2 separate regions of the Danio rerio genome follow, and region 2 is linked to region 1. A link is a contact called in public Hi-C data. All regions are on one chromosome and are shown on one strand. Each heading gives the region's core, a stretch centred on a gene start, on an enhancer-like site or on the middle of the called end of the contact. The rest is flanking DNA. Distances are from core to core; before and after follow the strand shown.

Evidence for each region. A called contact is a pair of places that touch in the nucleus more often than the background predicts.
Region 2: a Hi-C map of embryo shows a contact between it and region 1, with 3 times the contacts expected there. The contact joins the enhancer-like site here to the promoter of erap2 in region 1. A contact is called at or near these places in 8 of 18 Hi-C or Micro-C datasets (caudal fin, embryo, hematopoietic stem cells and 2 more) and 1 of 4 datasets of contacts at active chromatin or transcription factors (caudal fin).

What each region holds. Positions count from the first base shown.
Region 1 is chr5:56,355,021-56,361,509 of GRCz12tu, forward strand. It overlaps erap2 (endoplasmic reticulum aminopeptidase 2), which reads right to left and starts at 3,642. Exons shown (of 19, transcript NM_001123052.1): 1 at 3,609-3,642; 2 at 1,979-2,538; 3 at 1,720-1,858. The coding sequence starts at 2,475.
Region 2 is chr5:56,606,385-56,612,873 of GRCz12tu, forward strand. No RefSeq gene overlaps it. Among named protein-coding and RNA genes, the nearest start is that of trnap-ugg, 8.2 kb to the right of the region's middle. Within about 2 kb of position 3,382, at least 7 of the 62 cell types and tissues checked have an H3K27ac peak or open chromatin away from gene starts, as enhancers often do.

The sequences.
Region 1 (6,489 bases), core at 2,392-4,891:
TATGTCAACACTAGGCATGGGATGATAAACGTTTTCAAGGTATACTACGGTTTGGAAAATCACTGTTCCTAAGGTATGTGTCTCTTTTTTTAATGTTTTTTGTTTGTTTCGTTTTTAAGACAGCAGTATCTTTAGCGACAATATATATATATATATATATATATATATATATATATATATATATATATATATATATATATATATATATATATATATATATATATAAATGTCATTTTAAATTGTAAAAATATCTGTTTTTGAAACAAATTAAGACAGCAGAAGTCAATAATTCATTTAGCCTGACATGTTTATTGTAAGAATAAAATATTTTGGGTTTTAAAAACATTTAAAATCCAAAATATATTATTATTATATAGTTTAAAAGTATATATTTTAAATGTAATATTATATTTTAAATGTTTTTCAAATATTTTCAATGTTTCTCAAAATAAAATATATTGTGTTCAAAAGGGAAACACCAGACATTTAGAATAACTTATTTTAGAGCAGTAATCATAATACAGAAATACCATGAAACCATGATATGTTTATCCAAGGTTATGATACCGTCAGAATCTTAATCAGCCCATGCTTAATCAATACATAATTTTATAACAGCATCAATGATATTTATGACATTTTAATAAAATTTGTACCACTGTTATAAAATATTATAAAAATAACTACAATAGAACAAATTTTAACAACGCTGTTATAAAATTCATAACACAATTATAACGACTTTATGACAATCCTGTTTATGACAGATTTATGACAAGTTACATTGTCTTGATGTCATATTGTTATGACAAAAGCTATGTCATGTTCCATCCACCTATTTTTATGTGCAATTAGGATATAGGCATAAAAAAATGGTCGATGGAAATGCCAAGATGATCATTTATTTTGAAAATGTGCATAAAAAACATAATTGAGTAGGATAAACTTTTTTTGGACAATTGTTTTGGTCATTCTAAAACGCCTATGCGTTTCAGTTTAGTGTTGTCATATTATTAAATACCTCAAGACCTGTCAAAAGCATCTGTGCTCTGCATCCCACATCTACAAATGCCACCACGTGTTCATTTCTAGTTGGCATTGTCTTTTGAGGTGCAATAATTTATTAATTAAAGAGAAGATCCACAGCTTCTCCTACTGCAGCAAATCTCGTTTTTACTTCTGACATTTGCCGGGAGTTAATCAAGAAGTGATGATTTTGTTCTCTTTGACTCATTAGATGGAAATGTTGCTTTATTTGCACGTCTTTTATGGAATGTTTCAGTTTTGCATATAAATTTAATTTCCATCTTTGGATGGAAACATAGCTATAGACATTTCAATCTCAAACAATGGCACCTTTGCATTTAAAAAGACCCAAAACATGCATAATACCTCATTCATATTCATGTGTCTTATGAACATAATCTTATGCACACCACTTTAAAGAAAAGTGTTGCCACATTTTATTATTATTAAAAAATTCTGCAGTTGAATAAATGAAAAGAAATGCAATTATTATTATTATTATTATTAATAATAATAATAATAAAATGCTCAGCAATTTAATTATTTTTTTACCAATTATTATTATTACTACTATTATTATTATTATTATTCACAGTTAATTTTATTAATAATAAAAAAAGGTATTTTTGTTCATTTTTAATATAATGTATTCAGTTGAGCCCGAAAATGGCTAAATAAACTAAACAAGCTTACTAAAGGCATGTTCGACAGAGCAATGTGTGATGGGCCTCTTCTTATTCTGACAGTGTAATTAGCTTTGAAAACGGGCTCATCAAAACACGGCAGCGCCATCCGGGCAGATGTGGGTTCAAAATGGGTGGATGCCAAGACTCTTTAGTGAAGGAAAATAAATCAGATTGATTATTTAGCATTCATTTACAATTCATTTATGCATTTCTTGCATATTATTGCTTTCTACAATGCTACATTAAGCAGTTTAACCACACAGTACCTTGTCTCTCCTGATTTGGTCCTGTATGTGCTCTTATAAAAGCCATGGAAGCCATCACTCAACGGTGCGCCAAACTCCAGATACAAGAAATATTTTTCCCCGGAAGTGAGGATCTTTGGGGAGAAGATGGCGATCTGCTCGTGTAGAGGATACTCAAGAACAGACAGTGTTTTTTCTGACAGATGGGCTTCATGCTCGTCTAAAACAGTGGCGGTGTAGATCTTCAGGTTCTTGCTGTGCAGCACCACCCAGTTTGTGTTGTTTTTCACATCGATTTCAATCTTGACGGATCCAGTGAAGCTCAGTGTGGTCAGATTGGGATGGATGAGAAGATGATAGTGTACTGGCACTATGTAGTTTGGCAGACGCACTTTACTCCATGGGAAAGGAAGGCCGTCTGTGGCTAGGTTATCACCAGTTGGACTGTTGCTTTCAGAGGACTGGACATAACAGAGTGACTCCAAAAACAGCAAGATTAAAAACAGCAGATGCATCATGAAAAATAATTTGTAGTCAATGTTTGGTTTAGATACTTATGGTTGGATGGCTGTCACTGTAACCTGTGGAGACAAAGGTGAAGCTGATGATCACATAATGTGTAAATAATTAAAGTGTTCATTTCATTTGTTTAACTAGATAATAACTATAAGGCCAGCCAGAATCTTTGAATATATATATATATATATATATATATATATATATATATATATATATATATATACATTTTCCTGCACAAACTCCACAAAAAGCCTGCATGAGTTAATGTTAGTAATGCTTTTTTTGACAAAAACAATATGTTTATTACAGTACTTATTCTTCATTGTTCATTGATGTAAGTAAATGAATTGTTAGTTAATGAAAATAAATGTGTTTATTGCTGGTCCTTGTTAACCTGCAGGTACTAACTGTTGAAATTAACAATAAATATAAATTATAAATGCTGTACAGATATTGGTCATTTATGTATTTACTAACAAGAACTAGAGACTAACAATACAACTGTGAGTTTATTGCATTCCAATATTTATTTATTCATCTGGGGTCACCACCGTATAATAAACCAACTTAACATTTGTTTTACCCAGTGGATGCCTTTAAAATCTGTACTAATTGACTAGTTTAATGGCAAAGTAGCATAACACATAACAAAACAATTAGCCTACCTAGCCTAAAAAAAATAAATTATCCATAGGCTAGACTGATACTAGCACATTAATTAGAAAGTAAACACATTACATTATACACTAATTTAACAAATTCTGCCTCTGGTTTGCTAAATGAGAACGTTCAAATACACATTTTATCATAACATTAGTTGAGAATATGAAAATGTGTCATATAAAGCACTGTAAACATCCTAGCAAATGTTAGAATGACAACATCTCTACTTAAAACAAAGACAACAACACGCATGGTAGTGCTGCGCTCTCTGTTGACCTCAGCAATGTGAGAGAGCATGTTCACGGTGTACATCGACATCTACTGTATACAGATTACAGTGCAAGCTAGCTGTACGTTTGTGACACTATGATGTGGTGTCTATGCAATAGAACAACAAGTATCTACTAACAGCGTCAGTGAATAACAATGTTCATTTTAACCGCTGTTTTAACCGTGTTAATGTCTTTACCTGAATTTCAGCTGGATCATTGAGTCGATGCTTTCATTTTCCCTTTCACTTGTCCTGCCCACAGTTCCTGGTTCGCAGCACCAGCGGCAGTGGATGGCATATACATACACTGTCAGACTCAGACTGAGTGTCTGCATTCAGCGTACAATACGAGCCAGAGAACACAGGACTGACCTCCAGCCATCAACGCGGACAAACAGACAGGTCATGCTCGAGAAGTAAACACGCCAGCTCACTGCTGCCACACTAAAACACTGCGGATTCTTTTGACATTTTGTTTTAAAAACAGTAAGCTACACAGTACTGTATACTGTAGCCTTTTTATATGACAACAACGATTATTATTATTATTATCACTCACTACCCCTCTGTCCCTGATTTAATATTATTATTATTATTATTATTATTATTATTATTATTATTATTAGGCTATTATTAGTAGTAGCAGTATTTGTTGTTGTCTGTGTCTTAACCTCGTTTTACTGAAATTAAAATTAATAAAATAAATGTTATAATGCACGTTCCAAGTATAGTTATTCTTGCAATTCTTGCTTTATTATGCAAAAGAAACACCTAGATGTACATTATGGCACTGTAGATGGCTACTTTTCACAAAACTAAACAATAAGACACAAAACATTGTAACCCAGGCTTATTCTGATTACGTACTGCTGGAGAGAGCAGAATACGTCCAGAAGACCTAAGTTTTTTTTTTTTTTTTTTTTTTTTTTTTGCAGTTTTTGTTTTCATGAATCCACCAGAGGCCACTGTGTGCGCTTTTTTTAGATCCCAATTTTTTCTCATGAGGGCCATTCGCTCTTGCTGTTCTCACATAAATCCACCAGAGGCTGCTGTTGACTGACTGACTTACTGACTCACCAACTGACCGATCTTTTCTGGAACCGTTCTTCACCAGACTCGAACCCCGTCATCGCGGTCAACTCCAATCTGTGTCTCAAATCCACCAATGAACTACATGTGGAGCTACCAGACAAACTGGTAAAAGTAGGCAAAGCCATCTATACGGAGGTAAACGGTTAGCTGGTAATCGGGAAAAGAAACGATGTCATACCGCCTTGTAGCATTCGTTTTAAAGATGTAATGCAGCCATACATAGCTCTGGCTACATATTTCACGATAATCAGAAATGTATATATAGGGCTACATTTTCAGAATTTGCCTATGTTGAAACATTAAATTGAGTAGTAATAATTTATTAACTATTTATTTAAATTTAAGACTGACAAAAACAGTAAAGGCTGAATTTATTAATGTAAGGATTATTCAGTTGCAAAAACAGTGGCTTTAAATATAAACATAAAAGTATGTGTATGAATAAATTCACATGGTCAACATGATTTGAAGTAAACCCTACGTTTTTTTTTTTCCCTTTTTTTGACAGTTTGGTTTCATCTTGTAAATGAATAATACGTAGGTTAGTATGCTTTAAGGTACGCTAGGCTGTCTGAACCATGCCAAGGTATGTTTGACCCCTATTTCCCAGTTTGTTTGACAAATGCAAGTGCTCCGAATTGTGCCCAGGTGTGGTTCAGTTGGCCGGCCTTGGCCCAGTTGGTCTGAAGTGTGGTTCGGTTGGGCTCGGGTGCGGTACGCTTGTAGTGTGAGTGCAAAGTGCGTCTGAACGCGAAACTGAAGTCATTACATCCCATTTAAGGGACAGTTTCACATGGATTTATTAATTCTTACATTACAATGAATTTGATCTGTCATAGTTTATCAAAGACGCAACCCGTAACCCTGTTATGCAACCCGACTGAATAAATAATGTACAAGTTAGTGTATGACCCATTTGCTGTTTTGTTTCTGTCAACTTTCATTTGGATAAAATAATTAACCATTATGACTCAGAACAATATTTTGTGTCTAATTTTTACGTTTTGTGGCAAGTAGCAATGTAATAATAGGGATTAAGTATAAATATGAACATAATATATATATAAAATCCTAAAATATTACCATATATTTATCTAAATAATAACATGACTACTAAATAAAGTTAAATAATAATGCTAAATACTTATGAAACAAAGTTACTGATCTGCCATAGCCAAACTAGCGAACATTGCATTTATCACATAATGGGTGATTATTGTTAAAATTAATAATAAAACTGTAAATGACTGTGTCATTAATAATAATTGTTTTGTATAATTTTAGGGTAGGATGTAAGGCTTAGTGGTAAACTTGACTCAAGCTATTTTTCATCATAAGAATCAAATGACTTGCAAAAAAAATGTCCAATTAATGCTGCAACTTTTGTTTTATGTCAAAGACACTTCAAATTCATCCAGATGTACAAAGCAGAAGGTAGAGCCGTTGGTGTTGATATTATCTGTCTTTCTCTAACCACAGACAAAACCAACAAAGAACAGGTGTGAATTTTTGGAAACACACTCTCACATTCTCATTTATAGTAATTAGAATGTTTCAGATTAGAAAGAACATCTTGTTTTATAAAACTTCACCATTTGTCGAACAAATATTCTGAAACTGAAATAATGATGCAACTCAGGAGGAGACAGTGAGCAAACTGCATACTCCTTCAAAAGGCTTTATGCTGCAAGTGAGTTATTTTACCCCATGAATGAAACCTGATGCCAAAATAAGTGTATAAGCGTGTTGAGCAGCAGCAGTACAGGTCTTTGTGCTCTCGTTTTAGCACAGACATACAGTGTTTTGGCACAGCTCCCCTGAGAGCAACACAGCTATGGAAAGATTCCATGGCGGGTGTGAAATCACATGACTGAAACTTGATAATCCCTTTCATTGCCCGTCTGAACTCATACAGTCAAACAACATCACCATGCTGCCTACCCTCCTCATCACCATGATTTTCACAAGTAAGTTGCAGAGTTTATAA
Region 2 (6,489 bases), core at 2,132-4,631, 250 kb after region 1:
CTGTTTTTAACGGGACAATTTTTAACAGTGCTGCCAGAGAGGTCGCAGAGTGAAATGACTTCCTTTAAAGGCACTTTGCTTTATCTGGTAAATCAGACTGGTTTAAGAGGGATTTTGACCACTTTTAGTGCGGTCTTACCTGGTCAAGCTGGTTTTAGCAGGTCTTTCCATCTGTCTTCCAGCTTGAACGAGCCAAGACCAGCCTAAGAGTGACTAAACCAGCCTGGAAATGGTCAAAACCCCTCTAAAACCCTCTTAAGTTGTTTGTTTTAAGTTGGTTTAAGCTGTTTGTTAATGTGCCACATGACACATTAAGCCTCTCTGCACTGGACCTCTTTGTGCTTTGGAGACATATTTTTTCTCTCTAAAATGTTTCTTATTGCCTACATAGTGCACTACTTTGCAATTGCCAGTTTTTAATATTAGATTTGCAAGACGTCTTTTTTCGCTAAGTGGCCTTATGTCAATGAGACACAGGTCGGATAACAGCCAAATAAATGTTAAGGTAGATGACAATTTTGCAATGCAATAATGTTCTTTATTAAAGCTTGTTTTGGGTAAAATAATAATAATAATAATAATATTAATAATAATAATAATAATAATAATAATAATAATAATAATAATAATAATAATAATAATAATAATAAATTATTAGTTTGTGCTTTAAACACTTTAATATAACATTTTAATTCAATGTAAATCTAACAATACTCAAATACCATTCACATTATAGCTTAAAATCAGCCTATTATTTGACATTTCTTAGTGTCCCATAATTTCCATAATTGATCTTATATCATATATCATTATATCTTATATTATATGTCAATAATCAGTACTTTACAAATCGTATTTTGAAGATTTAAGACATTTGCTCATTAATGTGATTACACAGGGTGTACCTTTTTTCTCAGCAGCCAATAACAATAACGTAGTGGGTTTTTTTTTTTTTTTTTTTTCACATAAACTAAAATATTATTCACATGCAATTATAGATGTATGTATAGATCGTACAAGACATTTTAGCCAAATCAAAAATATTGTATCTATAAGTAATTTGTCAATAAAAAGTTTAAGCAACAATTTGTGAAACACATCACGCACATGCTGTTTGGGTTTGAAGCATTGCTGCTGGTTCTTAGCTGGTCCTGTTTTGGTTTAAGCCTGCCTTATCTTACAAGAATCTTTCTCTATTTTACATATTGGCAGAAATTTATATAATACATAACATATATTCTTATAAAAAAAAACGTATGATTTTTAAATTGAGGTTTTATAAACTCCACCCCTCAATCCAATTGTAATTGGGCATGGGCAATCATACTAAAATGTACAAATTAAATTGTCCAAAGTTACACAAGTTAACCATTAAATCAAAAAGTCCCAAATTGCTGTGATATGTCTTGCTTAAGCTCCTGCATATGACCCAGTTTATGAAATCACCTAAAGACCAACTAAAAACCAGTTTAGTACAGCTTAAACCTTCAGCCATTCTTCATAAGACATTTAACCATAGGAGAAATGGTCATGCCCAACTGAGCCTGGTTTCTCTCGAGGTTTTTTAAATCTTCACTTTCGCAAATTGGTGAAGTTTTATCCTCGCCGCTGTCGCCACTGGCTTGCATGGTTCGGGACCTGCAGAGCTGCACATAAATGGATTTGCTCTTCAGTGTTTGGACTCTCAGCAGTGATTATTAAACCACACTGAACTGAGCAAAACTGAACTGAACTGAGCTAAACTAAACAACTTAAACAATGAAAACTAGACTTTCAATCTACTATGATCTTCTGTGTAAAGCTGCTTTGACACAATCTAAATTGTAAAAGCACTATACAAATAAAGGTGAATTGAATTGAATAACATTCCTATAAACAGTGTATGCTGTTTTACAAGGTTTTTAAAACCCAAAAAGAACCCCCCACCCAACCTAATTTTTTAGACGTTTAAGCCAGAAAAAGTATTCTGAATTCAGGACATCAGCAGCAGAAAACTAGAAGCTTCTGCATCATTTTTTAAATTAATTTAAATTTAATAACTGTAAGGAAGGGTGAAGCTCCTCATCTAACAGACAATCTCATATTTGTTTTAATATTAGCAACCTGTCGCAGTTTATTATTCAATTTGGTGCTTGAAATGCATCTGATAAATGTAGAAAAAAAAGCTCAGAGCTCCAGCACTCTATTAAATTTGTTTCATAAACCATGCTGCATTCCCACTCTTCAGACAGAACACCATGAGAATAGAGAAAAGGGAGACATTAGGGGTGGAGTCAGCTGGAGAGATAGAGATTAATGATAATTTATGTGCTGAACATCCTGTGATGACCTCAGCCCCCTGCCTTCCTCACTATTCCTTTCAGTCATCCATCCCCCAACCCCAACTCCAAATCTTATTACAATTTTCCAGCAAACTGAGCAGGTTTACATGCACACCAAAATGCATATAATTCAGAAAAAAAATCTGTTCATTGACTATTCAATTAAAATTTATTGCCATTGCATGTTACCGTACAATAAATGCAATGAATGAGTGCAACGAAATACATTTACCTTCTAACCAGAAGTGCATTGGGTAGCAGTGCATATATATACATTAACCGGCCACTTTATTAGGCACACCTTACTAGCACCAGGTTGTACACATGTATACATCAATAAACCAACAAAATGCAGGGTAATGGGTTAAATTGATGTAAGAGGCAAAAACCTAGCTGTGATGATTGGTGGATGATCCACCGCTCAAATCTTTCTACAAGATCTTGGTTGTAGGTTGTAGCACTTTCATTAATGCTGCACATTTGTATAATTCTCTGTGAAAGCATCTGAATCTATGGTATATTTATCCCCTTCCGCTGCAGTGTTTGCTCTGTCTGGCTGTGCTTAAATAAATAGTATGACATTTGCACACTTCAATAAACCAATAGGAAACCTTTTTTTTTTCTTTTTTCATTTATATGCAAGCGAAATATATGAGATATGATCTAATGTTGACTATCGGGTTATGCTTAAGCCAATTATGACAAAGGGAAACACATTTTTAATATTAACACTTTTGCATATTGAGCACTGTCGGCTTATTGAGCATTTTCAGATTAAGAATGTGCATTTAAACGCACTCAGTGACAGCTTCAGACGTAATCCTCTCTTTTTCGCTGTAGCAGACGAAAAACAAATAGACAAAAAGTGAGAACGAAGAAGAAAGTGACCAGCCTTTTTGTTCTTCGTATCAAACAGGGCAAACAAAAAGATGAAAACAAGAGCACAGAGTGTGATGAATGGTTTTCACAGGCACATCTGGCCTGGGCTGTGCACGCCGTGTGAGCTGTGGGAAAGAGCGTTCCAGCTAATCCATGCACAGTCACGCTGGGAGTCTACTAGAGACACAGCTGCCTTAGTCAACAACTGGTTTCCTGATTTTTCTTGAACCACACCTGACTCCATGCTAAGAGTGGTGAAGGAGCCATAAAGACTGGCATACAGATCTCTGCCAACTTCTGTTAAACTGTGTGGGAGTGGGGGAGGGGGTGCTAAAATAAAATACAGAGGGATTTTTGAGACAGAAATATTCAGTACCAGATGTGGAAAAAATCTATTGCTTTTAAAACATTGTAATTTTCAGTAGTTTAGAAATATTGACTTTTAAATTTTTATAATTGTTTTTTTTTTTTTTGTGTACTATGGTTGTGTTTATTCAACACTGTAAAAATAAATACTGTGGAAATATGAATATTTCTTGAATATTTTCTAATAAAAAATTAGCATCAAATCTTCATATTAAAAGCTGGAGTATTGACAAGAAAGAAAATACAACTTTTCAATGTAAACTGGTGGAAAAAGTATAAAAGAAATCATACTTAAGTAACCATTACTTGTAATCATACTACAAGTACCATTGCTTGCATAAAATGTAGTCCAAGTAGAGTAAAAGTATCTGTTGTAAATATTATTCCAGCCAATATCTTAAACCAATGTCATATTGACATCAAATATTGCCATTTATTTGTCAGGTATGGCAACCAAAATCTAACATCTGGTAAACATCATAACGTCTGGTAAAAATCTACACAACGTCAAGCTCTAACATCATTAGACGTTGAAATTTGGTTGATTTTTGGTTGGACATTGGACATTTAGGTCGGCCTTAGGTTGGGTTCTGATGTCAACCTAATTTTCATTTCCAAACAAAATGCAATGTCCTACGACGTTGAGTGCAATGTCAATCTGATGTCATGACAACATTTTGGTCATCATACAGTAAACATCCGTCATCTTCTCATCAGTGACATGGATCTAAACAGTCTCTGGGTCAATGCGTGTAAAGGTTTTAGACATCTTCTTGGACACTTTTATTGCTTCCAAACAGTTAGTTGCAATTATAAATTGCCTATGTCTTGAGGTAGTTCATTATGATGCTTTTTACCTTCTATGTTCAATTTGATTAGGCAGGAATCATAAAACTGAAGAAAAAAAAAAGTAGTGACAGCAGGTCCATGAGTGCCCAAACTTGGTCCTGGAGGGCCGGTGTCCAGCATAGATTAGCTCCAACTTCCTTCAACACAGTTGCCTGGAAGTTTCTAGTATAGTTAGAAAGACCTTGATTAGCTGGTTCCGGTGTGTCTAAATGGGGTTGGAACTAAAATATGCAGCACACCGGCCCTTCAGGACCGAGTTTGGGCACTTGTAAGTGCAGAAGAAACTAAACCACTTACTTACTTGCTAAACTGTTGTCAGACAACAAAGTAATCACATTTAAATACTAGACAAGATCTGAAACATGGGCTAAGGCATGGATGTGTCCACAATTTATGCTACGACCTAAGTTACACTATAGAGAAAGACCGCAACAGACATAAATGGCCTGTATTCACAGAGAAGAACCAAGTCTTCACACTCAAAAAAGGTGGGAACAACAACCAAACAAAACTAAATAATATTATGAACAGAAATCAAAAGGGAAGCAAAAACAGAAGGATATTAACTTTAGCAAAGTCAAAATATAACAGATCTAACTTTATTTTGAAACTGTCTTACTAAACTGCATCCCTAAACTAACATAAACAGAAGAAAATTAGTCATGCAAAACAAAAAAGGAACCTACTTTCCTTCTACCAAAACACAAAAGACATAAAAATGAACATAATCTTTACTGCTAAAAAGCACCTCAAAGTAACACTCACTTCTCTTTTGGTAAGGTCTCAATCTAGAAGTAAACAAGGAGACAAAAAGGAGCAAAGCACTTCTTCAATGGTCTCCACACAACTGAGAGCAAGTTACACCAAATCATCAAATCAAAGCCCAGTTCACAATGGGTGAATTTAAAATTTGGTTATTTTTAGACCTGTTTTGGAAATGCTGAAACCCAGGAAGCAAAGAATACTGGCCCAGATTTGGCAGTTATCCGGCGGCATACAGTATGTGGGCCAAACATGGCCCTGTTTTGACAGAGGTGACACTGTCTTTAAGGCGGCACACACGATTTGGCCCAGATGTAAGTTTGGCCTGTCATGACCCATAATTTTTGAGAAAAGCAAAAAAAAAATCTACCAATCAGGTCGCTTTGAGAAAAAGCACATCTATAGTGTGCCTAAAGCACAATGCTTAATGAGTTTATCAATTTCCTTGCAATCAAGACACACTAACCTATCTGGCCCAGTTCAGACCCAGTTATGGGTTATAAACTTGGGTGTGACTTGACCCAGGCATGGATCCATGTTTGGTCCTTGTCTGGAAGCCAGACTTGGTCCAGTCATGTACCATAATTCACAGCGGAATGTGGGCCAAGCAAAACCTGATAGTGTGGGCCAAAGCTGGGCCAGAGAAATTTTGTCATGTGGAAAGATACCGCTTATACTATTGGCCAAATAATAACCATTGTGCTGAGATTTTTTTTTCTTTGATGAAATCCTGGCATTTTGGTTTTACTATCAAGATGTATTGCGTAAAATTAACACTGCAGATTGTTTATGTTGGCATCATTTCAGAATGTGGGTTACTGAACATGGTATGGAGTTCTGCATTTACTTTTGTTTGGTGTATGTTGATTGTCATTTAGTCTGACATTCTGAGATCTTACATGTTTATACAGTCTGACAAGCTTCAATAAGTTATTAAAAATCCCACAGTGTGAGCTGGGCTTAGGCTTTACAACAACAGGTCTGTAAGTGGACAAGCACTCCTCTACGTTCACCCAATAACAGCAGAGCTCTAATTAACAGCATCAGGAGGAAACTTTTGGCAAAAGGAGAAAAAGAAAAGAAACAAAAAGCATATTTATATTGTGTGTGTGTGTGTGTGTGTGTGTGTGTGTGTGTGTGTGTGTGTGTGTGTGTGTGTGTGTGTGTGTGTGTGTATGTATATATATATATATATATATATATATATATATATATATATATATATATATATATATATATATATATATATATATATATATATATATATATATATATATTGTAGCCCAATATTTCTTACTGCTCCGGATGTAAC